Regions from separate parts of the Mus musculus genome. Here all the other regions are linked to region 1. The links are chromatin contacts, called in public promoter capture Hi-C maps. All regions are on one chromosome and are shown on one strand. Each heading gives the region's core, a stretch centred on a gene start, on an enhancer-like site or on the middle of the called end of the contact. The rest is flanking DNA. Distances are from core to core; before and after follow the strand shown.

Evidence for each region. Promoter capture Hi-C pulls out the DNA fragments that hold promoters and counts their contacts.
Region 2: a promoter capture Hi-C map of embryonic stem cells shows a contact between it and region 1, with 4 times the contacts expected there. The contact joins the promoter of Cd79b here to the promoter of Mrc2 in region 1. A contact is called at or near these places in 3 of 39 promoter capture datasets (embryonic stem cells, hippocampal neurons and liver) and 1 of 115 datasets of contacts at active chromatin or transcription factors (embryonic stem cells).
Region 3: a contact with region 1 is called in a promoter capture Hi-C map of liver, with 2.1 times the contacts expected there. The contact joins the promoter of Mapt here to the promoter of Mrc2 in region 1. A contact is called at or near these places in 2 of 39 promoter capture datasets (both in liver) and 1 of 484 Hi-C or Micro-C datasets (embryonic stem cells).

What each region holds. Positions count from the first base shown.
Region 1 is chr11:105,290,193-105,293,995 of GRCm38.p6, forward strand. Mrc2 (mannose receptor, C type 2) reads left to right here and starts at 2,454. Exons shown (of 30, transcript NM_008626.3): 1 at 2,454-2,709. The coding sequence starts at 2,595.
Region 2 is chr11:106,313,235-106,316,813 of GRCm38.p6, forward strand. Cd79b (CD79B antigen) reads right to left here and starts at 1,328. Exons shown (of 6, transcript NM_008339.3): 1 at 1,184-1,328; 2 at 427-477. The coding sequence starts at 1,250.
Region 3 is chr11:104,229,601-104,233,393 of GRCm38.p6, forward strand. It overlaps Mapt (microtubule-associated protein tau), which reads left to right and starts at 1,836. Exons shown (of 12, transcript NM_001038609.2): 1 at 1,836-2,007.

The DNA.
Region 1 (3,803 bases), core at 1,204-3,703:
TGCTGTTTGCTGCGGTGTGTGCCAGGCTGGGTGGCCTTTGAGCTTCTTCACCTCCTAGCTGGCTGTAGAAGCACAGGGAGGCAACCTCTCAGCTTTGGATGAGTTCTAGATCCTGAGTTGGGTTTGTTTTGAGACAGGCTTCACACTATAGCCCAGGTGGCCTGAAATTTGCTATATATATATAGTCCAGGATGGCCCCGAACGCTAGGCAGTCCTCCTGCCTCAGCTTCCCAAGTGCTGGAATTACAGCCATGTACCACCACGGTTGGCCTCACAGGACCTTTTTGCAATGGAGGACTGGGCCAGAAGTCACTGTGGAGTTGTCCAGTTTTGGCCCAGCTCTCTGCCCGAGATCTAAGCCAGATGGTAGTCATGGACAGGGACCTGGGTAGATGTGGCCAGTAGGCAGTACATAGTAAGCAGCCCTGACTAGGACAGACTTGAGGGCCTTGAACAAGACTCTGCTAGCACTCCATACCTCCCAGCTCCCCTCCTCCACCCCCCAGCAGACTCTTCTCAGCCTTGGCTATGGCCAAAAGTTTATTTCTCCCATCAAATGAAAGTCGCAGAACTACAAGTGTGTTAGTTTGTCTTTGCTTTCATGGCGGTTGGCACAAGATGATGTTTGGTGAGGGGACAGGGGAGGACTGATAGTGTGTGTGAACACACAGTGGGTCTTGTGTGAGCAACTGGCTGGAGCCATGTCACAGTTGTGTGATGTCCCAGTGTTGGCTTTTACTCTGCCAGCTGGGTAGTACCAAAACCTGCCCTGGCTGGTGGAAGAGGGATCCGATTGATTCTGTCCCAGAAGCATCCTGTATTTAGGCTGCTCAGATAGGGAAGTGCAGCTCATCCATAGCTGGCAGGTTCTCAAATCCCTCAAGGATGACAAGACTTGTAAGGAGGGAGGTGTCAGGAGAAGACAGCCCTAGCATAGCCAGCTGTGTACAGGACCTTAGGATCCCAAGACATGTCAAACCAAGAAGAGAGGCTCCATGGGGCCAGTGAAGCTGTGAACACTTTCCAGAAGCCAATCTGCAACCCTGCTCAAGTTAGCCTTAGGGTAAGGGGTTTTGTTCACTTGGCTGACAGTCAGGGCTGTGGCTAGCAGAACCTTTCCAGGGGCCTGCAGGTGCTCCTTTTGGGGACCTGCAATCAGTGGGCTATATTAAGCCAAGAATCTCAGTTGGCAGAGTTCAGAAGGGCTAAGGTGGAGCCTCCCTGGAGCAGAGCCTTTATTGCAGAGATACAGAAAGAGTACCTACAACAGGAGTCATGAAAAGTCATGTTTGTTATTTCAAAAAAAAAAAAAAAAAAAAAAAAAAAAGCCCCTCAGTGGCCAGTCCAGGAAACAATAAAACTTATATTACAGTTTTACAGTGTTTTGATCTCTTGTGATGGGAGAAGGTGAGTCTGCTTTGTGCTGTTGGACTCCAGAAATCTCAAGCCTGTTCTCAGCTGGAGCTCCCAAGCATCACTTTCAAGACTGGGAAATCAGAGGTTAGGTGTCGGCTGCTCTCCAAAATCCAGATTCTCAGCCCAGTGCTTTGCTCTGCCATCTGACCTGTTGCATAATGCTAAGTAACTGGATTGTCTTCATGAAATTTCCGTTTTGTTCTTTGCTACCGGCCAGCAGCCCAGCTGGTGGGAATGATGTAGGTCTTCTGGGACATCCAGTGGACCGCTTTTGTCCCAGGTCTCTGGATACAGCGGCCCCTATCAACTCAAGTGTTACATTCTTTGTGCCAGGGACACTGACACAGGAGTCACACATGCTGAAACAAGATGATCAAGAATTGTTTGCGCTGCTCACAAGCAACAGGAGCTCTACCTTCCCCTCCCCCAACCTCCGCACGGGTGGCGCGGAGTTCTGAGCTCCTCCTCTTCCCCATCAGAAATAGGGGAGGGGGGTCTTAGGAAAGGAAATAGCTGATGCTCAGCGCCTAAAACCTGGCAGAAGAGGCTGGATGGAGGGGATGCTGGGGGCCCAAGACTGGCCACCTGAGTCAGTCGCGCATCCCATCCTTCGGCTGGCCAGGCCTCGCAGCAGCCCAGGCTTCGCCACGCGGTGAAGTTCTGCGGAAAGTTTTGCAGTTGCTTCGCCTCTCGCGCCAGCAGGAGAAGCTGTGACGCAGCGTCTGGGGCTCCAGGCCCGGTCTGAAAAGAGAGGGTAGACAAGGCGGGAAGGAATTAAGAAGCAGAATAGGGGAAGATAAAGAGCGCACACTGGGATCCTTGTGGACCTCGCTGATCCTCTTCTCCAGCCTTCGCCTCCTCTCCCTCCCGACACGCACTCCCTTGCGGCCGGGTCCCCAGCCCTGCGCCCCCGCGCCTCCTCCGTCCCCTCCCACGCTGCCCGCTTCCCTTCCCCTCTGCCCCTCAAACCCTCCTCCAGGGTTCTGCGCTCCTCCCTCCGCCCTCCCTCTGCGGGGCCTGCCTCCTCCCTCCTCCTCTCCGGGAGGCATCACTTCGTCCGGACCCGGAGGAGGATGCGATCCCCTCGCCGGCGGTCATCTGAGCACAGCGCTAGGGCTGTCTCTGCACGCAGCCCTGCCGTGCGCCCTCCGTACTCTCGTCCTCCGAGCGCCGCAGGGATGGTACCCATCCGACCTGCCCTCGCGCCCTGGCCTCGTCACCTGCTGCGCTGCGTCTTGCTTCTCGGGGGACTGCGTCTCGGCCACCCGGCGGACTCCGCCGCCGCCCTCCTGGGTAAGGCGCTGCCAACTTGGCCAACTTCGGGAGTCGGGCCTCTTGACTTTTCCCTCCTTTTTTTCTCCCATCTTTTCTGAAGAAGTGCGTGCGTGCGTGTGTGTGTGTGTGTGTGTGTGCGCGCGCACGCGTGTGTGTGCGTGTGTGTGTGTGTGTGTGTGTGTGTGTGTGTGTGTGTGTGTGTGACTGGATTTTTTAAATTCGTCTCCACTTTTCTGGGAGCAAGGGAGGAGATGGGAGGAGGAGCGCGCCTGGAGGTGGGGGAGGACCTGAGTGGAACCAGATGTGGCAGGCGGCGGGGGAGGGGAGCCAAGGCACCGCGGCCTGGGAGGGAGAGGGAGGGCTGGTGTCCGGGCCACCCGGACCCCCGGCGCTCGCCCCGCGCTGGTCTGGGTACCTTGATATACAACCAGAGAGCCAGAGGCGCATTGTTTCTTACTCTGTACGTGAGGGGTCAGTCTGTTCAGCGTCTGGCAATGGGGTCTTTATGTTTTCTTACTTGGTCTTTAAGGACAGCTTGTGGCAGAGGACTTATGCACCGTTCGATCGTAACCCTGTGGAACAGTTTTGTGCCAGGAGAACCGAATGCGCGTGCGTGCGTGTGTGTGTGTGTGTGTGTGTGTGTGTGTGTGTGTGTGTGTGTTCGTTTCTCACTTTGTGTGTTCAATTCTGATCAAATTGGCACTTCTCCAGAGTGGACAGTCTTTGGTGCAAAAGAGTTTCTAAAGATACAAACCACAACCCACAGAAGACCAACCACACAAGCCCCCCAAACTGCACCCTTCTCTTTTCTGTATGTTTTTTTTTGTTGTTGTGTTGTTGTTGTTGTTGTCGTCGTCGTCGTCGTTATTTTAGAACTATCTGAAATGTGAGGTCAGACAGGTCCCTCGACAAGAACCTGAACACTCATAAACATTGATAGGGTAGATCTTGGGGGGCAGAGGCACTCAGAATTTTAAAAAATGTGCTGGGTGTTGCCTCCACATCCCCTTTTTATGTTTAATTGGGGGCTGGGTCAGCGGAAAGGGATGGGACAGCAGCTGCAGCTTTGTGCTAGGACTAGAGGGCCCCCTGAAGAGTCTGAGGCCTTTGCG
Region 2 (3,579 bases), core at 78-2,577, 1.0 Mb after region 1:
TACACTTTCCTACACCCACTCCAAATCCTCCAGGTCTGCCCACCATCCCCAGGGTGATAAAGGTCGAATCCTTAGCCTGTCACCCGAGGCCCACCTCCCTTACCCTTCTCAGGGACCCATGCCTCTCAGAGTTCGGGCCTGAGAGGTTTGTTGGGTTTCTAATAAGACAGACCCAGGCCTTTGGCCTTGTGGGCTCCCCTCTAGCACTGTCCTGCTCTGATCCCCAACCTCTGCTTGGTTCTGGCCTTCAGTGGCCAGGGCTGGAGCACACTAGTCTGATGAGAGCGACAGCTGTCCAGCAATGGAGCCTTAATGAGGCCTTGAGGAGGTGTAAATATGGGCGCTCTAGACAGGGAGCTCCAGGCAGAGATAGGGCTGTGTTAAACAGACCCATTTGTCCCAGAAGTGGTGGCTGAGGCAACTAACCTTGGAAATTCAGTGGCAGGTCACTGCTTGTCATTGCTGGTACCGGCTCACCTGGAGGGTGGAAGGAAGTGGGCAGGGCTAGGTCAGACCTCTCTACCCTCAATTGATTGCCCCACCCATAACCCCTCCACATTCCCAGAGCTACTTCCTCCTTCCGGGACTACAGCTTCAAGCCCCTTTAGCTCCCCCGCCCCCGTCCCTGTACTGGAGAGGCAGAAATAAGGTATGGGTACTGGAAATCCCATACCCAGGCCCCCTGCTGCCTTTGATCATCAGGCTGGCCTGTTGCTTCTGTGGAAATGAGAGGGAATCCACAACCAGCAAGGCTCTCCCAGTCTTTCCGGCAAAGAGAGGACAATTCCTGGAACACACTATATTCCAGGATATAGGGAAAGAGCCTTTTCTATGCAGTACCCTCAGGGCCTCTTCCTCCTGCAGCCCCCCGCCCCAACACACACACACACACACACACACTCTTCCAGGTCATAGCTGCCCATGAGATTAATTAGCCCCTTGTACCAAGCTCAACCTGATACCCTCCAGGCTGGAAAGGGCTGGGACACCTTTGACCCTGAGCCCACCATTAAAACCCACAAACTGGGCACAGGACAGTTAGAGGGAGACAGACAAGAAGCAGACAGCAAAATGCAAGAGGCTGAGCCGAGAGACCGAAATGAGACAGGGAATGGAGCCGACCGGCCGACTGACGGTCCTGTCTCAAAGCCAGCGAGCCTATCGTCTGTCACATAAGTCATACCTGAGAAGAGCAGCAGCAGGAACAACAGCCAGTGGCAGGGCATGGAAGACAGCACCAGTGTGGCCATGGTCACTGCTCTGTCTCTGAGCCCAAGGAGGTTTGGGGGCGAAACATGTAACTGTATGTCAGCCTGGGCTGCAGCTTGTCTCCTCTCCGCCTCTTCCCCATTAGGCCCCTTCCTGCCATGCAAATTGAGACCCAGGGGAGGCACCATCCCTCCAGGGACCCTATGGGAGGGCAGCTTCATCAGCTGGTCTGCTAGGACTCGAAGGGTGGTCCTGCCTGGGTAGCACAGCTTTGGGTTCTTGAGAGACCCCCTGGGAAGGGGTTGCTCCTGAATCTTCTAGGGACAGCCAGTGTTTCTAACTCCCTCTGTCCCACTGTGGGTCATCTCTTAGGTCAGCTGGTCTCCTGTGGTTGCCTTGCTCTGGAAGAGTGGGCCTGGGGAATTTAGCTAAATGCACACCAACCTTCTCAATCAGCAGTTTTCAACCTGTGGGTGGCAACTGCACACATTTCTGATGGTCTTAGGAACCCCCAACCATAAATTAATTTTTGTTGCTACTTCAAAACTGTAATTTTGCTACTGAGAGGTGTCTCAGTTCCTAAGACCATTGGAAATATGTGTTCTCTAATGGTGATGACCCACCGGTTGAGAACTGTTACTTAAATGAATCTGACCTTGACTCCTCTGCCCTGGACAACCCTTATCTAACTCTAGGAGGAGATACAGCAAGGACAGACAATTCAGGAGACATACTCACACCAGGCTCCTGGAGAGGTCCAGAGTAGAACTTCTTGGAGTACAGGAAGCCATGTCAAAAGTTGGCTCTGTGGGAAGGGAGCCATAGAGGTTCTTGTGCAAAAGTATGCCAACAAATAGAAGAAAATACAGCCCAGAGTCGGGTGGTGGTGAGTCATGCCTTTAATCCTAGCACTCGGGAGGCAGAGGCAGGTGGATTTCTATGAGTTTGAGGCCAGTCTGGTCTATAGAGTGAGTTTCAGGATAGGCAGGGCTACACAGGGAAATCCTGTCTTGGAAAAAGAAGGAGGAGGAAGAGGAAGAGGAAGGGGGGAGGAGGAGGAAGAGGAGGAGGAAGAAGAGGAAGAAGAGAAAGAGGAGGAGGAGGAAGAGGAGGAAGAAAATGAAGTCTAGGCCCTCAACACAGCCCTCTTCTTCTTGTATAAGAGTTTGCTGTGGGGCTGGTGAGATGGTTCAGTGGGTAAGAGCACCCGACTTCTTTTCCAAAGGTCCGGAGTTCAAATCCCAGCAACCACATGGTGGTTCACAACCATCCATGACGAGATCTGACGCCCTCTTCTGGTGTGTCTGAAGACAGCCACAGTGTACTTACATATAATAAATAAATAAATCTTAAAAAAAAAAAAAAAGAGTTTGCTGTGGGCTCCCAAAGGGGCTGGACTTAAGTAGAAACCACTTAGGGAAAACCCACCACTTAACCATCATGGTTGAAGGGCCTTTTCCAGAGAATTCTGTGGGATGTTGAGATAATTGAAGTGCTGTGTATAGGAGTCCTGAGCTTGAAGGGGGATGTGGGCTGAGATGGGCGAGCCCTCTGCTTCTGCAATGAAGGCTCTTTGGCCCTACCTTGACAGCTGGCAAGACCTTAGGAGAGACCAGAGCGTTCAGGGATTCATCTGAGCATTCAGGGGTTCATCCGAGCTTAGCTTTGTGTCCTTGCCCAGGGTCTTTGCAACTCTTAAAACCTTGGGTGATATCCTTGTCCAAGGTGAAATCGACACAGCTACCTGTGGCAGTCATGTAGATCCTAACCTGTAGCCTAACCCCCTCTGAGCCACCTCTTACTAGCTTCTTTCTCTTTCTTGTCTTCCAGTCCCCAGGAAAGACAGATCAGATATTGAGTCTTCAGTAGCCTCTGTTGACACCCACTGTCCCCACAGCCCATAGGCAGCCTCTGTGGCTGGCAGAGTAGCCCAAATTTGAAGAGTAGCAGTTCCCTTCTTCCTTCAGCAGAGTTGGAAGGTGTGGTAGGGTATCTGGACACTCCTACCCCTGTCCTGAGTTTGTATCTCACTTGACAGTGTCAGGGTAAGCTACTGAGGGAGTAATGTAGGCATAGGTTCTGGGCTATGGATATTGGGGATAAGAGGGTTAAATTTGTATCTGAGAAACAATTCATTCTGGGCAGTCCCAGATGTTTTTTATTCTTTCCAGATGTTCCCAGTGGAAACAAAAATTCTCTGAAAAGGTGTCACAGGAGAAACAGTAAATGTCACCTAAGGTCAGGAAGGGAATTCTGGGCCCTTCCCTGGCAGTGAGACAAAATCAAGGGTCCCCCCTCTTGATAGACTGGACCCCTCTGAGGATCTAGTGACGGAAGCCTTAGTTGGCTGTGGGGTTAGGGAACCTCAAG
Region 3 (3,793 bases), core at 586-3,085, 1.1 Mb before region 1:
TGACCAGGAGCACAGCTGGCCTGAAAGAGGAGCAGGAAGACTACTAAGTTCCTAGATGTCCAGAACCGATGCAGAAGTCTTGAAGCAGGCATGCTGTTTGTGGTTAGAAGAATAGCAAGGCAAGACCTAGAAATTCAGAGCCTCTGTGGCTGGTGAGATAGCAAGCGTTCAATTCTCAGCAACCACATGGTGGCTCACAACCATCTGTAATGGGATCCGATACCCTCTCTGGTATGTGTGAAGACAGCTACAGCGTACTTGTATACATAAAATAAATAAGTAATTCTTTTAAAAAGAAAGTAAAAAGAAATTAGCCCCATTTGCGTCATTCCAGAATAATTCAGTAATTAAGCTCATATGGGAAAAAATGTTTGTGGTGCTAGAAAACTGAACCCAAAGTTATCTCAAAATTTTATTTTGGGGGCTGGAGAGGTGGCTCAGGGGTTAAGAGCACTGACTGCTCTTCTGAAGGTCCTGAGTTCAGATCCCAGCAACCACATGGTGGCTCACAACCATCCACCCCCCCAGCCCAGAAGTGTGTTTGTTTGTTTGTTTGTTGACTCACTTTCACCCTGTAATACAATTCAGGCTGGCTTGGATTCTGCTATATAGCCCAGGCTGATCTTGAACAAGTCTCAGCCTATCTGAATGCTGGGATTACAGATGTGAGCCAACACACCGAGCAGGTACAACGTTGGAGTTTTAGAAACAACTGCTGGGATAGCAGTGCACACCTTTAATCTCAGCACTCTAGAGGCAGAGGCAGGCAGGGGATCTCTGTGAGCTCCAAGCCAGCCAGGGCAACATAGTGAGAACCTGCCTTGAAAAATAAAGAAAAAACGGCATGCAAATGAAAGCTTCAAGACAAGTTTTCGCCTCTTTGGCAAGAAGTAGGTGCCTGTCTCTCTTCCTTGCATTTGAACAGGCTCCAGCTGTCCAAGAGAATTGAGCTTTGGGGAGGTAAGATATTAAGCTAAAGCCACAGCCCACGCCTACGTAGCTGGAAGGAGAACTAATGACCAATTTCAACCGGAAGCTTGACATCCAGCAGGTGGCCATCTCCAGCAGGCACCTTAAAAATTCAGCTCTCACGCTGTACAAAGGTGTTTCAATAAACGAGATAAAAATAACTCTGTGAAAATGCCTTGCAGTGTGTGTGGTAAGCATCATTAGAACTTACCTATTTAAAGATTTTTCTTCGCTAGGGTCACAGTCAAGATACCTAATGGGTTTGAATGCTCCTTGATTTAAAAACAATTGTTTTTCCACGAAAACGCTAAAGTGTATTACGGTCAAGTTAATCTGTTTCGAGAAGATTTGTCAAGGAAATCATTCACTTTGGCCATTAACAAAAACAGGTGGAAAGAAAGCAAGCGAACAGCTGGCCCTGGAAATAGAAAGTGCGCTCTATCTGGAGGGCCACATTTTAGGAGACTCGGGGAGCCTGTAGCACTTGGGGTTCACGGTGTACCGCCTGGAGAGCCAGCGAGGGTGAACTGAAAAGCGGACGATGACCGACACACCGCTCTGCCTGGACCCCGCGGGGACCGAGGGAGGGGACCCCTGGACTAGACAAAGGCTGCAGCCCCGGGAGGCCGGGTGCGCGTGCGCCACGGAATGCGCGTGCGCGCGGCGGTCAGCACCGCGGCCCGAGGCGTGGCGGGACCCGGGGAGGGAAGCGCGGAGAGGGGCGAGCCGAGCGGCGCGGAGAGAGGAGGGTTGAGGGGCGCTCGCGTGCGCCCCCTAGCGGTCGGAAGGGGAGGTGCCCGCCCAGGCCTCGCTGCCCGCCCCTCCCCTAGGGAGGTTCGCGCTCCCGTGGCTCGCGCCTGCGCTGCCCGCCGGCCTCCAGAACGCGCTTTCTCGGCCGCGCGCGCTCTCAGTCTCCGCCACCCACCAGCTCCAGCACCAGCAGCAGCGCCGCCGCCACCGCCCACCTTCTGCCGCCGCCGCCACAACCACCTTCTCCTCCGCTGTCCTCTTCTGTCCTCGCCTTCTGTCGATTATCAGGTAAGCGCCGCAGCTCTGAAATCCAGTCCCCTCTGGCCCTGTGCGCCGTCCTCCTGCCACCCCTCGCCCCAGAGATGGATTTAGGGAGCTGGGCATCAATCAGGCGCAACGGCGGGGGCCTCTCTGCGCCCTAGGCGCTGGGGAGCTGGGAAGGAACGCGTGCAAGAGATGCACGCACGCGAGCGAATGCGTGTATCTATGAGTGCTGGGGTCCCCACTATCGGCTCCGCGCAAATGAGGGGGGCTGTGCCCGCAGGGTGGGGCGCGGATGACGGTGACCTAGGGAAGGGGTTGTTCTGTAATCTGGATCTCAGCCTTTTGCCGCAATGGGCGTGGGTCTGTGAGTGTGCATGGGGGTCCAACGACGACCCCCGAAACAGAACCTGAAATCGGATTTCTCTGCTCCTGATTGCCATCAGCCCTAAGGAAGGTGTGGATCGGGTTCTAGAAAAGATGACTGCCTTCATGTCTCTCCACCTCCCTGACAGCGATTCTGACACGGCCTTCACTGGCCCTGATTTAAGGCGGTGGCCCGCCCCCTCCCCTTTTCCTCCTTCAGAAGCCGGCAGGGGACATTTGGGGGCTGGGAGGAATCCGGAGGATGGGGAGGGGTCCAGGCGCTGTCACGTTAGTCGCCCTTCCCCCTGCGCGCGCTTGGTACAGTGACAGGGGCAGCGCCGTGCCCGAGAGAAGGTAGTGCGCGGATCCCAATGTGGGAGCTCGAAGAGTCAGGGGTCACCTGGCCTCGCGGTGTCAGCGGGCTGGCTGGCAGCGGCTCCCCGCTCGAGGGCGCGCAGCGTTGCAGCCAGGCACAGACCCACGCGAGGGCTGCAGGTGCATTTCGGGGCGCGTTTCTTTCTCTGCGTTCTGCGCCGGGCTCCCGGCATGTGCGCTCCCTGCCGGAGGCGCGGGCTGGCGCGCAGGGCTCGCCCCTCACTGCGGCAGTGGGTGTGGACCTGGGTGGGCGAGGAGGGGGGAGTACGATGTGTCTCCTCCCGCTGCCACCCCTCTCCGTTTTTTCCCCCCTCTCTGAACGCGAGGTGCCATCTTTTTGCGGCGAGTCACGTCTCTATCGTAGCATGCCAAGAGCTGTGGCCAGGCTTTGGAGGACCCGGCTTGGACCCATGTTAAAGAACAGGGGGTGATGAACACGGAAGCCTTGGCGTTTTGCCTCTGCAGCGGTGCGCACCAGAGCGTTCACCTGAGGTCGTCTAGGGGAGCTCGCTGCTTTGTTCGTCGTGTGATTTAGGATCTGCGCTCCCAGCCCTGGTTTTTTGGGGGAGTGTGCGGGGGGAGGCGGGAAGCTTTCATTCGACGAGGATATTTGCCTACGCACTCGGAGCAGCTCCATCCTTTTTTCGCCACTCTTTTCAGACCCTTTGTTGGATCTACAGACTTGCGGCAGCCCACTCCCCAGTTCGACCCAGAGCCACATGGGTGGGATTCGAGATAGACTCTCGTGTGCAGGAGCCCTCAGAGGAAGCACATCCCTCCCCACACCCAGGCCATCCTGAGGACCACACCCCACTTGTGTTTCACTGCTAGGGGAGCCAGATAACCCTCGGGAATGGGGAGATTCGGCAAGCTCAACTCCGCATCCCCACCACCACCACCACCGTTGAACCCTGTTGCCTCTCCCGGTGGGAGAGTGTGAGGAGAGGGTATGAGATCCCCTGGGATACTGCGGCCACACCCATCCCTCCCAACCCAAGGAGAGAGGGTTAAGGGTTGCCATAGGAACCACACCAGCCAGAGGAGGAACCTCTGGGCGTTACCTCACCCCCTA